2 separate regions of the Mus musculus genome follow, and region 2 is linked to region 1. The links are chromatin contacts, called in public promoter capture Hi-C maps. All regions are on one chromosome and are shown on one strand. The core of a region is the stretch at or near the end of the contact, and the rest is flanking DNA. Distances in the headings are between cores, read along the strand shown. Region 1 overlaps Hpse2 (heparanase 2). Region 2 holds the start of Cnnm1 (cyclin M1).

What was found. Promoter capture Hi-C pulls out the DNA fragments that hold promoters and counts their contacts.
Region 2: a promoter capture Hi-C map of cranial neural crest shows a contact between it and region 1, with 4 times the contacts expected there. The contact joins the promoter of Cnnm1 here to the enhancer-like site in region 1. A contact is called at or near these places in 5 of 39 promoter capture datasets (the C10 cell line, cranial neural crest, embryonic stem cells and 2 more) and 2 of 115 datasets of contacts at active chromatin or transcription factors (craniofacial prominence and stem cell-derived neural progenitor cells).

The regions. Positions count from the first base shown.
Region 1 is chr19:42,945,791-42,950,935 of GRCm38.p6, forward strand. All of the region lies in intron 6 of Hpse2 (heparanase 2), which reads right to left. Among named protein-coding and RNA genes, the nearest start is that of Hps1, 170 kb to the left of the region's middle. Within about 2 kb of position 2,496, at least 16 of the 459 cell types and tissues checked have an H3K27ac peak or open chromatin away from gene starts, as enhancers often do. A contact at or near this core is called in craniofacial prominence, where this site is marked.
Region 2 is chr19:43,437,263-43,442,407 of GRCm38.p6, forward strand. Cnnm1 (cyclin M1) reads left to right here and starts at 3,151. Exons shown (of 12, transcript NM_001373992.1): 1 at 3,151-4,755. The coding sequence starts at 3,183.

The sequences.
Region 1 (5,145 bases), core at 1,246-3,745:
TTAAGCTGAAGCTAATGAAGATCCCTTTTTCATGGGTGGTCATTAGATATGCAGGTGGGTTAACCCTTAACATACTACTCTTATTCTATTAGTGAGACACATTCAGTATAGCTTCTTGGAATGTCAAAACTGAATATGAACGGGAGTGATAGGAAAGCAATTATCAATTATTGAAAAGAATTGCAAACTGCACTGTGACTGAGAACTCAGTGGCTCTTGACAGTCTGTTCACCAAATATTAGATATATAGGTTTTGCATTCTTTTCTGTTCATTAACATTTCTACTATAACAGGACTAAGAAAATGCTTGTCCATAGGTGTTTCCAGAAGTTCTGGGAAGGAAACTGTGCCATTCAGTAACATTCCATGAATCTCTGAGTAGAGGATTCATAAAAACTAGGTAGATCATGATATTATATACTGTTTCTTTTCCTATGTCTTGAACCCAAACTCAAGTAAATAGTAGTCCCAGGAAAAAAATACATGACTTAGAAAAAGTTAGCTTGCATGCAGCTGTGTTTTTCTGTGTGCCACCCCAATTCTTTCAATAGTGATTTTTTAAAAGCATGAATCACATATAAAATATTGACCAAAGCAATGAAGAATGGTCTAAGAAAGATTCTTTTTTTGTCCCAATACCCACGTCTTTCTTGTCTCTCTTATTATAAACAAATGGATTTATAATTTTATGGAGGCTTTCTATACTCTATGTAAAATGCATTTTGAGAAAGAGTACTTGGGAGTCAGCTTAGCAATGTGTAGTATGAGAGCAGGAAGAAGGATGCTCAATCTTGGTTCTCAACTCAGGGTTCTTATAAACCCAAAAGGAATCACTGAGGTCTCGGCTACTGTGATAGCGAGATACAGATCTGGGAAATGGCTTACATCCTCAAGTTGTTTCTTGTGACTTCTGAAGTTTGTAGCTGTTCATTCTTTAGGCTGAATGTCAAGTTGATTTCCTTGACATTGAAAGTGCTGCTGGTGGTGATGTTCCTGTGTGCTCTGTGATGACCTGGACGAGTTTCTGTACTCTCCACACAACAAACCTCAGCTTTTTATGAAATGAAACATCCTCCAAGTTACAGGAAATCATTACTCTGTCACTAAGGCCATGCCAAATTTCCCCAAAGGAGGGTTGTTTTCCAACCCTCACTGGCTCCTCACTGCCCCCTTCCAATCCTATTAGGCTAACCCTAGATTTACAGACTTACCCACAGAGAATGAGAAATACAAATGTTAAAAGCACTTACAATGCTTGGCCACATTTTTCATGTGATTCACATTAGACCATCTCATGAGAAAGTTGGGCATGCACTGGAAAAACTATACTAATTACACACGGTGAATTTCAGAATTACAGAAAATTCGAATTCCTTGACGTCTGCAAAGGAACATTAACAGCAGTGTTTATTGTTAGTGGTTCTTTTATTCACTGCTAACCTTGTTTCCTTTTATTTGTATGAAATGGAGTGGGAAGGGAGAAACAGAGAGGGAAAGACAGGAAACAGTGGTCCATCTCCGCACCAAATGCCATCAGGAAGCCACAGTTATGCTGCCGTATAATGGTGATGCTCAGAAAACTGTCTGCCCAGCAGGAGCCATGTAACTCTAGACAACAATGAAATTATTTTCTGCAGTTCTCAAAACCATCCAACATAAATTCTAATGACATTACATTTCTCTTTCTCTGCTGAACTCTTAGGAGATTTTGTTCCTCCAGACAAAAATGAAGAGTTTTAGAGAAAAGGGTGCGGTGACAGTGGACACAGACATGGTGATGCCTGTGCATCAAGACTTATGGCTGCAGCTGCCATGAACCCGGGAGACGGGATGAAGCTGCTTGACTGTTTCTCATCAAAGAGGGAAAGAAGACACTTGGCCAAAGGAGAACAAATGTCTGTCAGGGCAAACGACTTACAGAATCTAGTCAGCCCTTTACCTAAAGACAGTAGCTGGGCTCACTCTCAGGCTCTCATCAACACATCAATCATTCACACACTTAAAAGGAAAAAAATTAAGCTGTTTTTCATATCCTACAAGTGTGTTCAATTTTACTTTGAAAATCCAAATGGAGTGCCTCTTGCTTAAAATACTTGGCCAAGAAAAAAATTAAGTGTAACTACCAGCATAAACTTACATTGGGATTAAGTTACAAAAGCATTGTTCATAAAGTTTACCTGAGGTGAGAAAATGGAATATATTGCTAAAGTTGAGATTTTGGGGTGGCTTTGAAATCTGCATGGTTTTCCCTGATAGCATCAGGTGTGGTTTTTTCTTGGAAATTAGAGTTTGACAGTTATAATGATAACTTGATAGGATCCTGAGTTCCAGTCACCTGTGAGGTAGCTATGTTCTGTAATCCTAAACTCCAAACTTCCAAACGAATATAATTAACACTGCAAGTAATCTGAGAAATACAATCAGACATGCTTACTGCACAGAAAGCCCCAAAGTCAAACATCCATGCTGAGGTAATACAGCTCTTAAAGGGATCAAATGACACCAGAGACAAATGTATCAAGTTGCTGTGGCAACTGATCCAAAGTGCAGCCCAGCTGTTTCCAGTCTGGTCTCCCAACATCAGAGACTATTCACTCAAGGCAAACCATAAAAATACCTCCTAGCTCATAAAAACGACATTTTCTGTTTTGTACACCAGCTCACTCATCTCCTCAGGCTAAGGTCTGTCTATCCCACTTGCTCTTGTCTTTTGCTCATCAGGATAAGCCTGTGGGAGAATCCTGCCAACAGTTAAACTTGGGTTCTCAAGTACAACAGAGAGGTGAGTTCCTTCAGAAGCTAAGGAGGCTCGTGATTGCCTCATCCCAGTTACACACAAACTCAGCTGTAACCTTCCAGGGTCATTGTTATAGATCAGGGGCTTAAATTTGCCCTTTCTGTCGGGGCAAATGCCTTTCAAGTGAAAATTTCAAGTGGAAGATGAATGGTTGCTTTCATTACTTTTTTTCTAGAAAGTAGGTCATGAAGTATGCTTCTTCGAAGGAACTAGAGAGGGGATGGTGAATGGGAAGAGCAGTGGCGTCTGCTCTCTGGGGAAATGTATTGGTTAAATCGTGGACCACCATCGTTTCTCTGAGACTCCTCAGACAAGATGCACTCTTCGATGCTTACTTGCCTAGGGATAATTGGTGTTACTGAGCTTTGCTTTGTTAGTGCAGTACTCCTGGGAATGAAACCTCTGAGTGTATTATTAAACGTTTATTCTAATTTATAATGACTGGGGCAGGGACTGGGACTTCCCTTTCGAAAACTCATAGGTGACACTAATGCTGCTGGCTTGGACTTTCCCTTTAGCACAAGGTCAGAAGAGCTTCCCAAGTTTACATTTCTAGGGAGCCCCATCAATACTGGTGCATAGAAAGCTTTGAGCTAATGTTAGTTCTTACCTTAATTTCAATTTATACCCTAATTTTCAGTATATTATACAAAGCACCAGTTGTGAATGCATCTCCATGCTTGAGGATTTGCACCAGCATTGGGTATCTCTGCCACACACCCATCCATGCTGTTTTGGGGGGAATTGTAGGAGCTGGGAACTCTGTCACAGACACTCCACTGAGCTCATGGAGCAGTTGTGGGAATGTGGAAAAGAAGGATGAGAGCAGTGTAGACGATGGAGACCTGGCTTGTGAAGTTTCAGAGGGAGCCTGAAAACCCATGCCTGTGGTATCCTGTATTAAGAATCTCTGGTTCCTGGTAAGAAATCATCTCTGGCTAGCAAGAAACTAAAACCACCGAAGGGAAACTTGTCCTTTACTGGGACATATGATGCTGGTTAACTGTGACTGAGAAATTCGCTGTCTTTAAGAAGAAACTACTGACCCCCCCCCAAAAAAAAAGTTAATGAATGCTTCCAAATGATACTCTGCTATACTGAGATCAGTGCCTAGCCCAATCGTCACCAGAGAGGCTTCACCCAGCAACTGATGGAGCAGATGCAGAGACCCACAGTCAGAGCTCAGGGAGGAAGAGGAAGGAAGGACTGTTGCAGCCAGAGGGATAGAGGACATTGGAGGAACACAGCCCACAGAATCAACTGAGCAGGGTTCATAGGGGCTCACAGAGACTGAAGCAGCAACCATGGAGCCTGCATGGGTCTGTGCTAGGTCCTGTGCACACATGTGGTCCAGAGTGGGCTAAAGCAGCACCTCATCTCATGCTGATAGCTGAACTTGGTGGTGTGCAAGAATCTTCCAGGTAATACCCATTTGATTGCCATGAAAGCTGCAGAATTGAAGGGTTCATTGAGAGCAAACTGAGCTTGGCACCACTGAAAGACAGGAGAGGCCATTGGGGAAGGTGCAGCTTTAGTAGCAGTGGTATTTTCCAAGACTGAAGGGACCATAGAGGGGTTTGGCACTGTGTGGCAGAGTAAGAGTCCCTGAATAGAGACCATGATGCCATTGGTGGAGGTGACCCCAGTGTACTGACCAGGACCTGGGGAGGACTACCGAAGACAGCAGCAGCTGCTGAGTGGAGAAGGACTGACCCCATGAGATGACCTTTGTGTTCTTTAAATGGTAGAGGCCAGATTCAGAATATAGAGATACAAGGGTTCATTTAACATTGTTGGAGTTTGGTTTTGCTTTGTTCAGATTATAACTGTATCCCAGGTCTTCCCTCCAGAAGAAACAACAAGCTATTTGTTTTCTTCTTTCTTTCTTTCTTTCTTTCTTTCTTTCTTTCTTTCTTTCTTTCTCTCTCTCTCTCTCTCTGTCTCTGTCTCTGTCTCTCTCTCTCTCTCTCTCTCTCTCTCTCTCTCTCTCTCTCTCCCTCCCTCCCTCCCTCCCTCCCTCCCTCCCTTCTTGTTTGTTTTTTTGTTTTACTTTACAGGAACCCATGGGTGTGAGACTTTGAATATTTTGAAGAGACTGGCTTTTTTAAGTGTTTGATTTTTTTAAAAAAATGTTGGATTTTTAAATTTAAACTGTGTTCATACTGTAATATTAGCATGACATATTGGGGATAAAGAAGAAAAGAAAGGGTTTTGTACTGGCTAGTTTTGTGTCAACTTGATACAGCTGGAGTTATCACAGAAAAAGGAGCTTCAGTTGAGGAAATGCCTCCATGAGATTCAACTGTAAGGCATTTTCTCAATTAGTGATCAAGGGGGAAAGGCCCCTT
Region 2 (5,145 bases), core at 1,901-4,400, 490 kb after region 1:
GGAAATAAGCCATGACCATCGTGAGAGCTGCACAGGTGCACCATGATGCTGGCGGTTTAAACAAGTCCATATTTGGTGGAGACATGCCCCTGCCGCCCTGATTGGCTGAAGCTGCGTGCCTGGTGAGGTGGGGTGGCCTGCTGTGAGTGGATGGGGACTGAGAGTATATAAGAGTGAGAGGCCCAGGGTTCGAGGGAGAAAGATAGAAAAAAAGATGAAGCGAGAGAGATGAAGACTGAAACTTGCTGAATAAACTGCTGTTAGAAGGCCTGGTGGTCATGTCGTTCTTGCTGGTCGAGAGCAGACGCGACACTTTTCTATACTACTTTTATAAAACTAGAAAATGTATTAAAATTCCCAGTAATAAAATCTGTTATCATGTGTTGACCTCTTCCCTTAGACCAAGCACATTGTCCCTTGTAGTCTTCATGAGTAGAAATAAATGAGATTATATTTGGGTTACTTTATGACAGTTACATGATTAATGGGTAGTCACATGATTAACTAGAAGAGAGAAATGAGAGGCTGGAGAGGTGGCTCTGCCGTTAAGAACACTTGTTGTTCTTTCAGAGGAAAAGAGTTCCCAGCACCCACATGGAGCAGCCCACAACTGTCTATAGCTCCAGCTCCAGAAGGTCTGGCATTCTCTTCTGGCCTCCACCTACCCCATATATGTCAGACAAATACACAAATAAAGTCAAGCAAAGTCTAAAAATACACATGTGATCTAAGAGAAAAAGAAAGAACAGAAAAGGTTGGTCTGATGGAGGCTGAGTAGAATGGTGTTTATCAGCTGCTACTGAGGAGGTTGACCTAGAAAAGGAGATGCCGGCCATCCAATGGCTACAAAGTGACAGCTCCGAGGGAGGAACAGTCTGCCGTGGCACCACACAGCAGTGATTCCAGCTGATATCCAGAACAGCTCCAAAGCACTAAGAGAAGATTTTAAACCTTTTCATTTCTGCAAAGATATTTGAGATGTCAATGGCCTTAATGTGATCATTCCCTATCTATACCTACACCAACCACTCCCCATAAATAATTATGGTTTGTCAATTGAGAATAAAACCAGAGCTGTAGCAGACAGACTGCTTAGCACTCAGGAGGCTACGAGTTTAATCCGCAACATCAAAATAAATAAAATAAAAATGGCCTTGAAAAATGTAACTTCAGGAGGTGAGGATATAACTCAGTCAAGTGCTTGCCATGAAGCATGAGGCTAGAGTTAGATCCACAGAAATGCAAGGTGGGGCTGGGGCTGATGCATTTGCTTGGAAACCCAGTGCTAATGAAGTGGAGCCAGGAGGATTCTAGGGGCTTGCTGGGCAGCCAGCCTAGCAGAATTAGACAAGCCAATGAGAAAGTTCACCTTAAAAGCAAAACAAGATGAATGGTACAGGCACACACATACACATGTGCAACCACACAAAAATGCACACACACACACACACACACAAATGTGACCTCAAAATAAGCAATTATTTATTTAATTAAATATTGTACATATCTATGGTATAGTCACCTAAGGAATGAAAACTGCTGCCAAATGTTTAAAGCTCAATCATTCCTTAACTAGATGAACACACTGTGACTTATCCACATAATCAATTCGGCTCATCTACAAATGGATGGGTTATTGGCAAATGCAACTTGGATGAATGTTAAGTACACACAGTGAGCAATGGCAGCTTCCAAACGCTGCTTGCTTACTATTCATACGATTCTCTGGGAAAGGAAACTACAGAGGAAAAGGCCAAGGATGGAACCACCCACTCCAAGTGCAGGTGTGATGTGGGGGGCGGGGGTTGGGGTGGGAGGGGTGGGGGGGGTGGAATCCAGGGCCTACTGTGTGCTAGGCAAGCAAGCTACATCCCCAGGTCAGAATGGAACTACTTTTTACTAGGATGGGTACATGAACACGCATCCATCGACGTGTGTAATAGCATTGCAGAGGGTCGTGGTGCACATGCGTAATCCTGGAATCATTCTTGGCAATCGAGTGAGCTTGGCCTGTGTGACATGAGACCCAGTCTCAAAACGCAATGGAACATACATAGCAATATAACAAAAAAAAAGTGATTTTTGCTACATACACTTAAGAATCGAGTCATAAAAATAAAGCAACACTAGCAGATGGTGGATAGAAATAACGTGAGCAGTTCAGTGGGGGAAAGGCTCCCAGATCTTCCTGGGGAACAGTCGGGTGTGTATTTTTACTACAGTGATGGTGGTTACACAAATTTAGATATGACAAAATGATAGGAGTTTTACCCCAATGTCGGTTTCCTGCTTTTGATGTAAACCGTAGAAGGAACTGAGTGAAAAGCAGAGTTGTTTCTGTGTATTCTTTTAACAACTTCTTGTTAATCTGTGCATTGAGACTAATCCTGTTATTGTATTTATTGAGCATCCTCCCATTGGCATACACGAGCATGTGCATAAACTTTATCCGTGAATACTTTTAACAAAACGGCGGTATATTGCATCATGGTCCTGAACCTTACTATTTTTTTTCTTTGGTGACTTTTCCAAATTATATAGACATTGGGTATTGTACAGTCTTTTCCTGGATGCATAATACTCTGTTCCAAATTGGTCCCATAATGCATTTCAATTTATTGATTAACACTGGTATCTTAACAAGGAATTGCACTTAAATAATTTGGAAATTTTTACAATATGAAAGATTAGCTAGAATTTGATTGAGGCCAATTTTTTTCACGGATTTCATAGGACCAACCACCAGAATATCTTTTAATTAGAAGCAAGAACACGAAGGACAGAAGGAAAACGCTGGGAAATTTCCTGGGTCCAATGGGAAGCAGTGAGCCTGCAGTTTGGAATTACTGCCGGGAATTCGCCATAAGGGCAGGGAGTGGAATGGGGGAAGGTTGAAGAGGAGGAACTACAGATGTAGGAGGCCATGCTCCAAACCCAGCCTTCCCAGGGCTCAGATATACTTAAGTGTATCCAGGCTAGGCACTGTGACGGTGCGTGGCCACCAGGCGGGTTCCTACCACTCCCACCATCACCTCCCCCACCCCCGCCTCCAGCCCACGCGCGCAAGGGGAGCACACGTGGTGACCTGCCTGGGGCTGGATTCCGGGCTCCAGCTCCTCCTCCCTCCCTCCAGCTCGCGCTCGGCTTGCTGCAGTATCACGTGCAACCGCGCCGGGTGCAGGATGGCGGCGGCGGCCGCGGCGGCAGCAGCGCTGGGTGTCAGGCTCCGGGACTGCTGCAGCCGGGGCGCCGTACTCCTGCTCTTCTTCTCCCTGTCCCCTCGGCCCCCGGCCGCCGCTGCCTGGTTACTGGGTCTGCGACCCGAAGACACTGCCGGAGGCCGCGTGTCTCTGGAGGGGGGCACCCTGCGGGCGGCCGAAGGCACCAGCTTCCTCCTGCGGGTCTACTTCCAGCCTGGCCCGCCGGTCCCCGCCGCGCCCGTGCCCGCACCCTCCCTGGCCCCGGGGGAAAACGGCACGGGCGATTGGGCCCCGCGGCTCGTGTTCATCGAGGAGCCCCCGGGCGCGGGCGGCGCGGCGCCCAGCGCGGTCCCCACGCGTCCCCCGGGACCTCAGCGCTGCCGCGAGCAGAGCGACTGGGCGTCGGACGTGGAGGTCCTGGGGCCCCTGCGCCCCGGGGGCGTGGCGGGCTCGGCCCTGGTCCAGGTGCGGGTGCGGGAGCTGCGGAAGGGCGAGGCGGAGCGCGGCGGCGCGGGCGGCGGCGGGAAGCTCTTTTCGCTGTGCGCCTGGGACGGGCGCGCTTGGCACCACCACGGCGCCGCCGGCGGCTTCCTGCTGCGCGTCCGCCCGCGCCTCTACGGCCCGGGTGGGGACCTGCTGCCGCCCGCGTGGCTGCGAGCGCTCGGGGCGCTCCTGCTGCTGGCCCTGTCCGCCCTGTTCAGCGGCCTGCGCCTGAGCCTGCTCTCGCTGGACCCGGTGGAGTTACGGGTGCTGCGGAACAGTGGCTCGGCCGCCGAGCAGGAGCAGGCGCGCCGCGTGCAGGCCGTGCGCGGCAGGGGGACCCATCTGCTCTGCACCCTGCTCCTGGGCCAAGCCGGCGCCAATGCCGCGCTGGCCGGCTGGCTGTACGCCTCGCTGCCGCCGGGCGTCGGGGACCCCGGGGAGGACTCCGGCGAGGCGGGGGTTCACTTCCCGTGGCTGCCGGCGCTGGTGTGCACCGGCGCCGTGTTCCTGGGAGCCGAGATCTGTCCGTACTCGGTGTGCTCGCGCCACGGGTTGGCCATCGCCTCGCACAGTGTGTGCCTGACCCGGCTCCTCATGGCGGCTGCCTTCCCGGTGTGCTACCCTCTGGGCCGCCTCCTGGACTGGGCTCTGCGCCAGGAGATCAGCACCTTCTACACGAGGGAAAAGCTGCTGGAGACGCTGCGGGCCGCCGACCCTTACAGCGACCTGGTGAAGGAAGAGCTCAACATCATTCAGGGAGCCCTGGAGCTGCGCACCAAGGTGGTAGAGGAGGTGCTGACCCCTCTAGGGGACTGCTTCATGTTGCGCTCTGACGCCGTGCTTGACTTCGCCACTGTATCCGAGATCCTCCGTAGTGGCTACACTCGCATCCCGGTGTATGAGGGCGACCAGAGGCACAACATTGTGGACATTCTGTTCGTCAAAGACTTGGCCTTTGTGGACCCGGACGACTGTACCCCGCTGCTCACAGTCACCCGCTTCTACAACAGGCCCCTGCATTGTGTCTTCAATGATACCCGGCTGGACACTGTACTGGAGGAGTTTAAGAAGGGTGAGCAGTGGTCTTATTCTTCCCCAGCTCCTATCCCCCTTCAAAGATAAAACTGCCCTTCATAACCATGAGAGGCTTCAGGTACCCAAAGAATACCTCTGATCTATGTATGGCGCTAAAACTCCAGGAAGGTCTGCTATTGGCTCCCTGGATATCTCATGTTTTTCTACCTGGCTGGCAGCTAGCTGAGTCCCTGGCCTCTTCCATTTTTCTTGGCTCACCAGCTAACTCATATTTCTTCTGATCCATTTTTCTCCCACCTGTAGTTCTGGTGTCTACCAAGTGCCAGGTATTGTGAGACTGAGCCCAGAAGAGCCTTAAGAGTTTATTGCATACCTCATTACACACTACAGAGTTCCCACAGAGACCCGTACTTAGCCTTTGCCTCAA